Regions from separate parts of the Hordeum vulgare genome. Here region 1 is linked to region 2. The links are chromatin contacts, called in public Hi-C maps. All regions are on one chromosome and are shown on one strand. Each heading gives the region's core, a stretch centred on a gene start, on an enhancer-like site or on the middle of the called end of the contact. The rest is flanking DNA. Distances are from core to core; before and after follow the strand shown.

Evidence for each region. Hi-C and Micro-C count contacts between places; a contact is called where the count stands out from the background.
Region 1: a contact with region 2 is called in a Hi-C map of leaf, with 3 times the contacts expected there. The contact joins the promoter of LOC123448149 here to the enhancer-like site in region 2. A contact is called at or near these places in 2 of 6 Hi-C or Micro-C datasets (leaf and seedling).

The regions. Positions count from the first base shown.
Region 1 is chr4H:134,555,633-134,560,033 of MorexV3_pseudomolecules_assembly, reverse strand. It overlaps LOC123448149 (fatty acid desaturase DES3-like), which reads right to left and starts at 2,498. Exons shown (of 8, transcript XM_045124937.1): 1 at 2,040-2,498; 2 at 1,787-1,876; 3 at 1,072-1,138; 4 at 162-254; 5 at 1-74. The coding sequence starts at 2,332.
Region 2 is chr4H:134,390,169-134,394,320 of MorexV3_pseudomolecules_assembly, reverse strand. No RefSeq gene overlaps it. Among protein-coding and RNA genes, the nearest start is that of LOC123448149, 170 kb to the left of the region's middle. Within about 2 kb of position 2,425, at least 2 of the 3 cell types and tissues checked have open chromatin away from gene starts, as enhancers often do. A contact at or near this core is called in leaf, where this site is marked.

The DNA of each region.
Region 1 (4,401 bases), core at 1,249-3,748, 170 kb before region 2:
CGCCTCTCCTTGGGGCTGAACAAATCGCTGCTTGGGTTGAAATGCGAGCCGTTCTTGCCCGGGCTTCTGTACCACTGCAAGTGTTGAGCCATTGGAGAAGGAAGATGGAGTCAGTGCAGTTTTGAGCTGAGACTCGGGGATGCAGAGAAAAAGATTCTTACAAGGTAGACAGGGAAAGCCAGGAGTGGATATGGCAATGAGAAGCGTAGCTTCTTGGTGCTTGGTTCCATCTCCTTGTACACATTCTCGGTAATCTGCTCAATTCAGTTGCATCCACGTCAGTGATAACCATCTTGGTTAAAATCGCAATAAACTGATGTATCGCCACGACAAGCAGCTAAGCTTGACTGAAAAGGGCAAGGCCTGCTGGTCTATTACGAAAATGACAGCCAGGCAATCGACATGAAAGGGACCTTTGCATTATGAAATGGTCTATTTTGGTGGCTGGTGGGTGACTAAGCAAAGCAAAGCCAAAGCCAAGGTAAGGTAAGGTTCGATGCGCATCTTTGCTGATATACGGCGATCAACTTAGCAGGCAGCAGCAGAATGCAGATCTGATCACGCGACAGACATGATGAGTAGATCTACTTGCAGCTCGTGTTTGGCTGGTAATAGTGTCTAGGAAAGGACGGACCACATGTCGCTAGCTAGCTTTTGCTTGGATGGATGGATCTTTAGGGGCGGTTTAGTTTGGCAGCCTAATCACATAGAGTAAGTATATACTCTACTAGTACCAGTATTCCCTCCCTTTCCTGCTCCACTGCATGTGCACTCTGCATCTCAGGCTGAGCTGAAAGCAATGCTTGCTTGTCCTTTTTCACCCTTCACCTCAAATCTGCCAAACTCTCTCACAAACCTTTTACTACTGTACCTACTACTCCCTCCGTTTTTAAATATAATGACTTATATTTAGGCTTATATTTAAGAACGGAGGGAGTAGTAGAATGTATATATATTATGAATAATTCAATACCCTAGCCTACAAATATCTGTCAAATGGTTGAGCAGCTCTGAATCTGAATTGCAATAATGTTAGCGGGTAGTGTTTTGTACGATGAGGGTACTACTAACCGGGTGCCATGACTCGTCCTTGTCGATGTGGCCATGGTTCTGATGGTGCGTCCTGTGGCTGATCCTCCTGAATTATGCCATAACAAGCATAAATGGTCAATCAGCCAAAGCTAACTACAGCAATTACTAGTACAAGAAAATCATTGCTGCCCGGCAAAAATAATAAATTGATTAATTGCTGCACAAGAAAATGCCTCAAGAATATAAATAAATAAATTGCTGCACAAGAAAATGCAGAACCTTGCGAAATAAAGTAAAATTCAGAATCTTGCATGGCATGCACGACGCATGGCTTGTGTCCATCGTTTTCGTCTCCGTGTGGGGTGTAATTTTCAATGTGGACGACGTAGGAGACTGTGCACTCGTGTTAAACAACTCAAACAGTTGTCGAGAGATAGAGTATTTCTCTGAACATTTTCTTTTCTTTAATAATAATATATAATAATAGGGGGAGAAGCTCTGTTTCGCTTCTTGATTGCATCGGTTTGCTCCAAATTTTAGCTCCTTTTCATGATTATTTCTTTGTTTCCTAAATAAACCCATGATAGAAAATTGCAGCCCATTTCGTAGAGTTTCAGAATGTGTATCAAACTGTATCACTTCTGTTCCAAATTTGCAGCGTTTGTGCTCCCAATCTGTGCCGGTTCAGCGTTTGGGTACACATACTAAAGTGTCTGTATTTATGTTAAGCGGAGAAAAATCGAAAGATGCTAACCATCCGTTGTATGGGACAAGGATGAAGGTGTGCAGCAGGTGGCCGACGACGCTGTTGAGCGTCAAGCTGTCCGAGAAGCTCCCGTGACCACTGCATCACAAGAGGAATAATTATTACTGCGTCCCAGTAGACAGTAGTAATATACTACTCCTACGTGTGCATCGAACACAGATGCAGCATTGCCCTCGGACGGCGACGATCTGGTTAATTGATGGATCGATTGCGGCGGCCGGGCGAAGGAAGAAGCGCGTACCAGTCGTGGCCGAGGACGAAGAGCGCCCAGAACATGGTGCCCTGCGCTGCCCAGTAGAGCGGCCACACGGCCCAGCTGTTGAGCCACCATGCGACCACGGCCAGCGCGGCCACAACGGCGACGTCGCGGGCGACGTAGGAGAGGGACCGGAGTGGGCTCTTGCGCCAGCAGTGGGCGGGCACGGCGGCACGCACGTCGCCGATGCGGAACGGCGGAGGCTTGGCGGCGTCGAAGTCCTCGGTGGCCTTGCAGCTTTGCTCCTGCTCGGGCGCCCTCCTCGCCGCGGCGCCCATGGCTGGATCTGTCTCCCGGAAAGCGGGGAGAGAGATTTGGGGCCGCGGGTTGGGTGGTGGTGGCCGGAGGTCGATGCAGATGGGTGCTATTTATAAGCCACAATTTGCCATTGATGTACACTTCCTACTACGTTTGTCTACGTAGTAGTACGTACTACTACTACTGTAGTACATAATGGAATGGACCGGTGCACGTGCATGCACGTCCTCCTCCTGTACGGAAACATCAAGTTTCCTTTACGTGCCCATGCTTGCGTCGTGTTTCCATACTTCGACACGATACAAAATGACGATCAACTTACGTAGGGCACATTCCCATCATGACATTTGCGTTTCTAAGAGCAACTCCAACGGTCTGATCCAAACGGACAGTGTATTTGTATTTTTTTTATCCGTTTAGGTCGACCGTCCGCTCTGCGCCCGTCCTGTATTAGATTTGAGTCGGCAGTGCGTCCAACGCACCGACCAATTTCATGCCCGTAATCAACATATTTAAAAAAGGGCCCGTGGCCGATTATGCCAGCGGCCATGTTTCACGTCGGCATCATGCCAGCGCCGGTATACAATGTCGGCCTAAAAAAATAGCACCATAGTCATGCTGGCGCACTCGCCAGCCGGCCGGCACAAAAAGACGGTGGCACTTGAGTTCGACCACGCCATCACGGCCCCGTGGTCATGCCAGCACACCTGCCGGCATCCAAAAAATATGGCGCTCGCCGCCATAGATCACTCATTATCGAACTTGAGCATGTTGGCCTGCATCTTCTCGAACCGCGGTCTCTTTCTTGGCGACACGATGTTGAGATCCACCTTCATGATCTCCACCCCGGTCATCATGCTCGCGAGAGCCACTTCTTTGGCCTTGGTCTTGGCATTGGCGGCCTCGATCTCTAGCATCTTGGCTTGCTTCCCCGCCTCCATCTCAAGCATCCGTGCTTGCTTCTCCGCCTCCATGTCAAGCCTCCTCCTTTGGATCTCCAAGAAGGCGTTTATTTGCTCTTCTCTTTCTTGCCAGCGCTTCTCCTCCCTTGAGTCCTTCTTGGTGATCATGCCCTCCAAGGTTGCGATCAAGACGATCGACGCCGCATCCCGCTTGTCCTCCTTCTTGGAGTTGGTCTTCCCCCTCGGCCGAGCCTTCTCGTCGTCCCCAACCTCCTCCACGGCTTGCTTCCCACCACGCGACTTGAGGCCGGCATATTGCCCCTTGAATTTCTCCTCGTCTTTGATCACCCTAAAGCAATGGGAGAGGTTGAAGCACTTGCCATTGTGTTGGACCTTGAATGCCTCCAACGCTTGAAATGCCTACAAATGTATTTTATGGAAGCATATTGACAAAAATGATATGCAAATGAACAACGAAAAGCATGTACTTGATGTCTTGATGACACAAATAGAGGGTGGCTTGCTAGAATACCATGTCTTGCACACCAATGCCACTCATGGGGCGGGCCTTGACGCTCTCATGAGTGGCACAAAACTTGTTGCACTCTTGTTGGATCACCCTCCAACGCTCCGAAATGGACACCCACCCGCTTACTTGCTATTTGATATGAGGGAAACTTCTTGCGCTTATGGAACTCACGGTGAACACGAATCCAAAAGGTTGAATGCTTTTGTTCGGCGCCTGTCTTGGGATCTTGCCCAATGTCTCTCCAACACTCGCAAAGAAGCTTGTCCTCGGCCGCCGTGTATGCCTTGGTCCACTTGCTCTTGCGCTTCAGTGCCGTCCCATCCGCTTGGCTGGCGAGCTCGTCCTCAAACAAAGGCTCTGTCTCAATGTCGCACTCGTCCTCTTCCTCTAGACCGTAGTCCTCCAGGAACTCATGATCGAGAGGGAAGCCGTCCAGGTCCAGGCCGATGTCAAGCTGATCATGAATGAAGGCGGCCTGATCTTCATTGTAGCCTCGACCATCCTCTCTTTGTGTATCGTCGGGATCGAAGCCAGCGGCCTGCGCATCACCCTCGAAGATCATGTTCTGCATGTAGTCGTCGTAGTTGGCGGCCAACATTCCATCGAACAGGTTGTGCGCGCCCGACAGCTGGTCGGCTGGCGTCTGCCTCGCTCGTTT
Region 2 (4,152 bases), core at 1,176-3,675:
ACTCTTTGTATTACAAGTTTGTTATGTGTTCTCTTAGTTAAAGAAAAGTTAAAAATGCCAAGATTATCCTGTTTTCTCAGTTTTCTGTGCAATAGAAAAATGGCCCAAAAAGAAAAAGTCTCAGAATGCCACAAAATTTTAACATGATTTTTTTGGAATATTTAAGGATGTTTGGCACAAAAAATGCAGCAAGGAGGTGCAACTAGGGGCCACAAGGCAAAAGGGCGCGACCACCCCCTAGCCACACCTTGATGCCTTGTGGGGCCCATATGCCCCACTACCTTATCCCTTTATCCCATTTCATCACCTAACTCTGAAAAAATTCTCATGCTCTCTCTTTCCCATGTTCTTCCTCTACTAACTGAAATTTTTGATCTCTTTACTCGAAACTCTTTTTACGAAATTGTTTTGAGGAATTGCTCTTTGGTATGTGGCTCATCCATTCCTCCAATTAGTTTTTGCTTTAATGGTCTATATTTTGCATATTATGCTACACTTGGTGCTACTGAAAATGAGCTTGTATGTCAAATTCTTTGAGTTCCAAGTAGTGGTAACTCTTTATATGTCCTCTAGGCGTCCATACGAGTAGTTACTATCAACCTTGCAAGGTTTTACAAACATAATTTTATGGTCCAAAAACTTTCAGAAATTTGTGTGTAGGAAAATGAACTTCTGCAAGAGTAGTTCTTCAAGGAAGGGTTCTTCGAGCCAGAGCCCTAAGGGAGTTGTCGAGGGGGGGACTCAGGATCGCGATATTAACATTTTACGCAACATCGAAGTTAGGCCCGGCGAATGTGTAACAACCCAAACTTTGGAATGTTATATTAAATAATTGAATCATTGATATTTTGATTTATTGATTGAATTTGAGTGAAATTTGAAACTGTTGGAAACCTTTGAATGATAGGGAATAAAATGACTTTCCCCTTTGCTTCTGATTTCAAATTCATTCCAACACAAAACCCTAGATAGAAGATGAAATTACCTCTTCCATTTATATAAATGAAAAAAGGGATTTGAAAAGATTGGAATTCCATTTGAAACATATAAAATTCGTAAACTTTATGCAACTCAAGGAGTTTCGAGAGAGGAGATACTATGACTTCTTCAAATCAAAAGAAAGAGAGTTGAAAGTTTCAATGAAATCAATTTGAAAGCCCCTTTCAAAGTTTTATTTGAATTTCCAATTTCAAAACCCCACGAAGTTATTCATAATGAGAAGAGGAAAATGACACTTCAAATTTCAGAGGGGGTTGAAATATATTTGACAAAAAATAGAAAAGAGTTTGGAAAAGGTATGAAAATTTAAATTTAAAGTCATTTTAGAGTTGTTTTGAACTTTAGTTTTCTCCGAAAATAGAATATATGGAAAGTAAGATAAAATGATTAACTACAATAGAAAACTAGAGAAAATGAATTTGAAATCATTTCGGTATTTTAAAATATTTTTATTGCATTTTATTTGGAACACTAGCACTATTTGAATTATCTAATTTTGTGAGAATTTTATTTGACCTTAAAAATATGTTCATGTTGTTCGAAATCCTTTTATGTTCATTTTAGTATATAATATGTCTATATAAACGTTATATAATTTTTATTTAGTTTTATTTTTTGTTTTTAAATAAAATAGAATTTTTTTTACTAGGAAATAATGCGTTAGATAGGAAAGTCCCGCACGACCCATCAATCGAATCGAGTCCAAATCCACCCCAACCGGATCCGAATCTTTTCGGATACACCACCGACGCACGCTATGACCTCTCGCTCCAACTGATTTGCAGGACCCACCGACCGATGGATCTCCACCTTCCTCTCTTCCTTGATTTCTTCCTTCGTCGGAGATCTGTTGCTGCAGTGAATCTGCCTCGCCTATTCATGTCATTCTGGTGCTTCCCCCTACCCAACGACACATCCCATGTAAATACCGCCCTCCCCTCGACCCTTTCCACCCCGAAAGCCCCCTCTCCGTGCCCTCTCGCCGCCAGGATTCCATGCCGGAGAAGAGCTCCGCCGCCGCGTCATTGTCGTCCAACCGCACCACCACAACCACCTCCCCACCGCCCGAAGCCACCCACGAGTCCTCCACCCTCAGCCACCGGAGCTCCCTCCCTGACAACCACCCGAGCGCCACCTCCGCCCTGAAGCCCGCCATCGTCACCCACGTAGTCCCCAAGCTCGACCTCGACCTCGACCACCCGCGAACGCAGCATGAAGATCTGCAACGCTTGAGAACCTCGCCGTCGTCAGAGAACCCCTGGAGCCATCGCCTGCATCGCCACCCAAGCCGCATCATTACGGTCACCATCAACGGAGCTCGACTCCCTCCGTCCGATCAGTTTTAAACGGCATAGATTAGAAGCGGCGTACCGCTTCAGCTTATTTGTAATGAACCGGACGGTTTTTTCTCGTTTAAATTTAGCCAAATCGTCTTATTTTATTTTGCGGCAGTCTGTCCGTATAGCTCGAAACCGCAAACCCCCCCGGCCAACCAAACCGGGCCACATGGCCCCCTGTCCGTTCACTGGGATTTTTCCTTTCTGTGTTTAAACTTCTTTACCATAATTGATTCTGTTTTCGAATTGCTTTATCTTTTAGGTTTTATTTGTTTTTGAGTGAGTCTTTTTGCATGGGTTTTAGAAAATTCCGTAGTTTGTGTAGATATAAAGTTTGGTTATGTTCGAATAGTTTAAATTTGGGCTTCAAACCTTGTTTTGTGGATAACTTGAGTTTAAAAATAGGTTTTGAGTTTATTCTTTTTGCTACTCGTTACTTGTGACTTCGTTTATCACTAGGTATAATTTGGGAAATTTTAGAATATTTGAAATTTGGGCTTTACAACAAAAAACGGTACTATTTAGTTATGTTTGTTTTCAGCCTTTAATTTATTTGTTTTAAATAGTTTTAATTAAATTCATTTTGTCACTTGTGACAAATAATTTTAAGTTTTTTTAGTAAGCAGTAGCTCCTCTATAAAATTATTTTATTTTAATTTGTGTTATTCTAAGATTGATTTGCATGGAATCAATTCAAATTCAATAAATTACTTGAAATTGATTTCAATGCTAACTAAATTCTTTTGGAAAGCGCTTTCTATAAATTGTTTTATAAGTTTTATTTTCAATTAATTTTAATTTAGAGCACAAATAATATGTATTAATGTTGAAATTTTTTTTGGTTTAATTCGAAGATAACCTTGTATAGGTCATAAGTAGAGTTTGGTAAATGTTTTTCAATTGGTTCTTTTTGCTCACTATGTTTTATGAGATATACTTTCTATTAATTTAGTTGTTTTATATTTTTGATTTATGTTATTTTATTATTCTTAGTGTTTTCTTTGCTGTTATGTTTTCTAGGACAAACACTTGTATTGTTTTGTGTGTTAGTTTTCATAGTTTCTTTATTTGTGTTTTTCAAAAGTAATTCTTTTGGCCAGAAAAATATTTAGTGAAATATTTTATCTTATGTATTTGTTTTTTAAGCCTTGTTGTTGTTGATAATAGGTTATTTGTAGGAAAACTATTGTTGGTTGCTTTGACAGAATTTCATGGTTTTAACTTTGTTTTAAGTATTTCCTTCATCTCCTCACTACTGTGTTTGGTACTTTTTTTGCTTCTTCATTGTTATAATGATTGCTAGTATGATTGCTTATGTGAGTCCAATGTTTGATTATATAGATTTTTTCATCGGAGAGTGACGAATAGTTCTACCAAGTTATTTTTTAGAGCGATATTATCTTCCTCAACTTACCACGCAAGTTCACTTTGATCATTGATGACCCACAAGTATAGGGGATCAATCGTAGTCCTTTCGATAAGTAAGAGTGTCGAACCCAATGAGGATCATAAGGAAATGATAAGCAATTTTCAGCAAGGAATTCTCTTCAAGTGTTGTAAGTAACATTGACTGATAGTTTTGTAGCAAGATAATTGGTAACAAGTGACAAGTAACAATAGTAGCAAAGGTGAAGAAAGGTAGCCAATCCTTTTTATAGCAAAGGATAGCCTAAAAGTTGTCCTATATAAAGCAAGTGCTCCCGAAGACATATGGGAATTTCTGTCTAGTCATGTTTATCATATTAAGTTAATACGCGCTCACTTCTTTGATGATTTGATATATGGGTGGACCGGTGCTAAGGTGTTGTTCTTACTT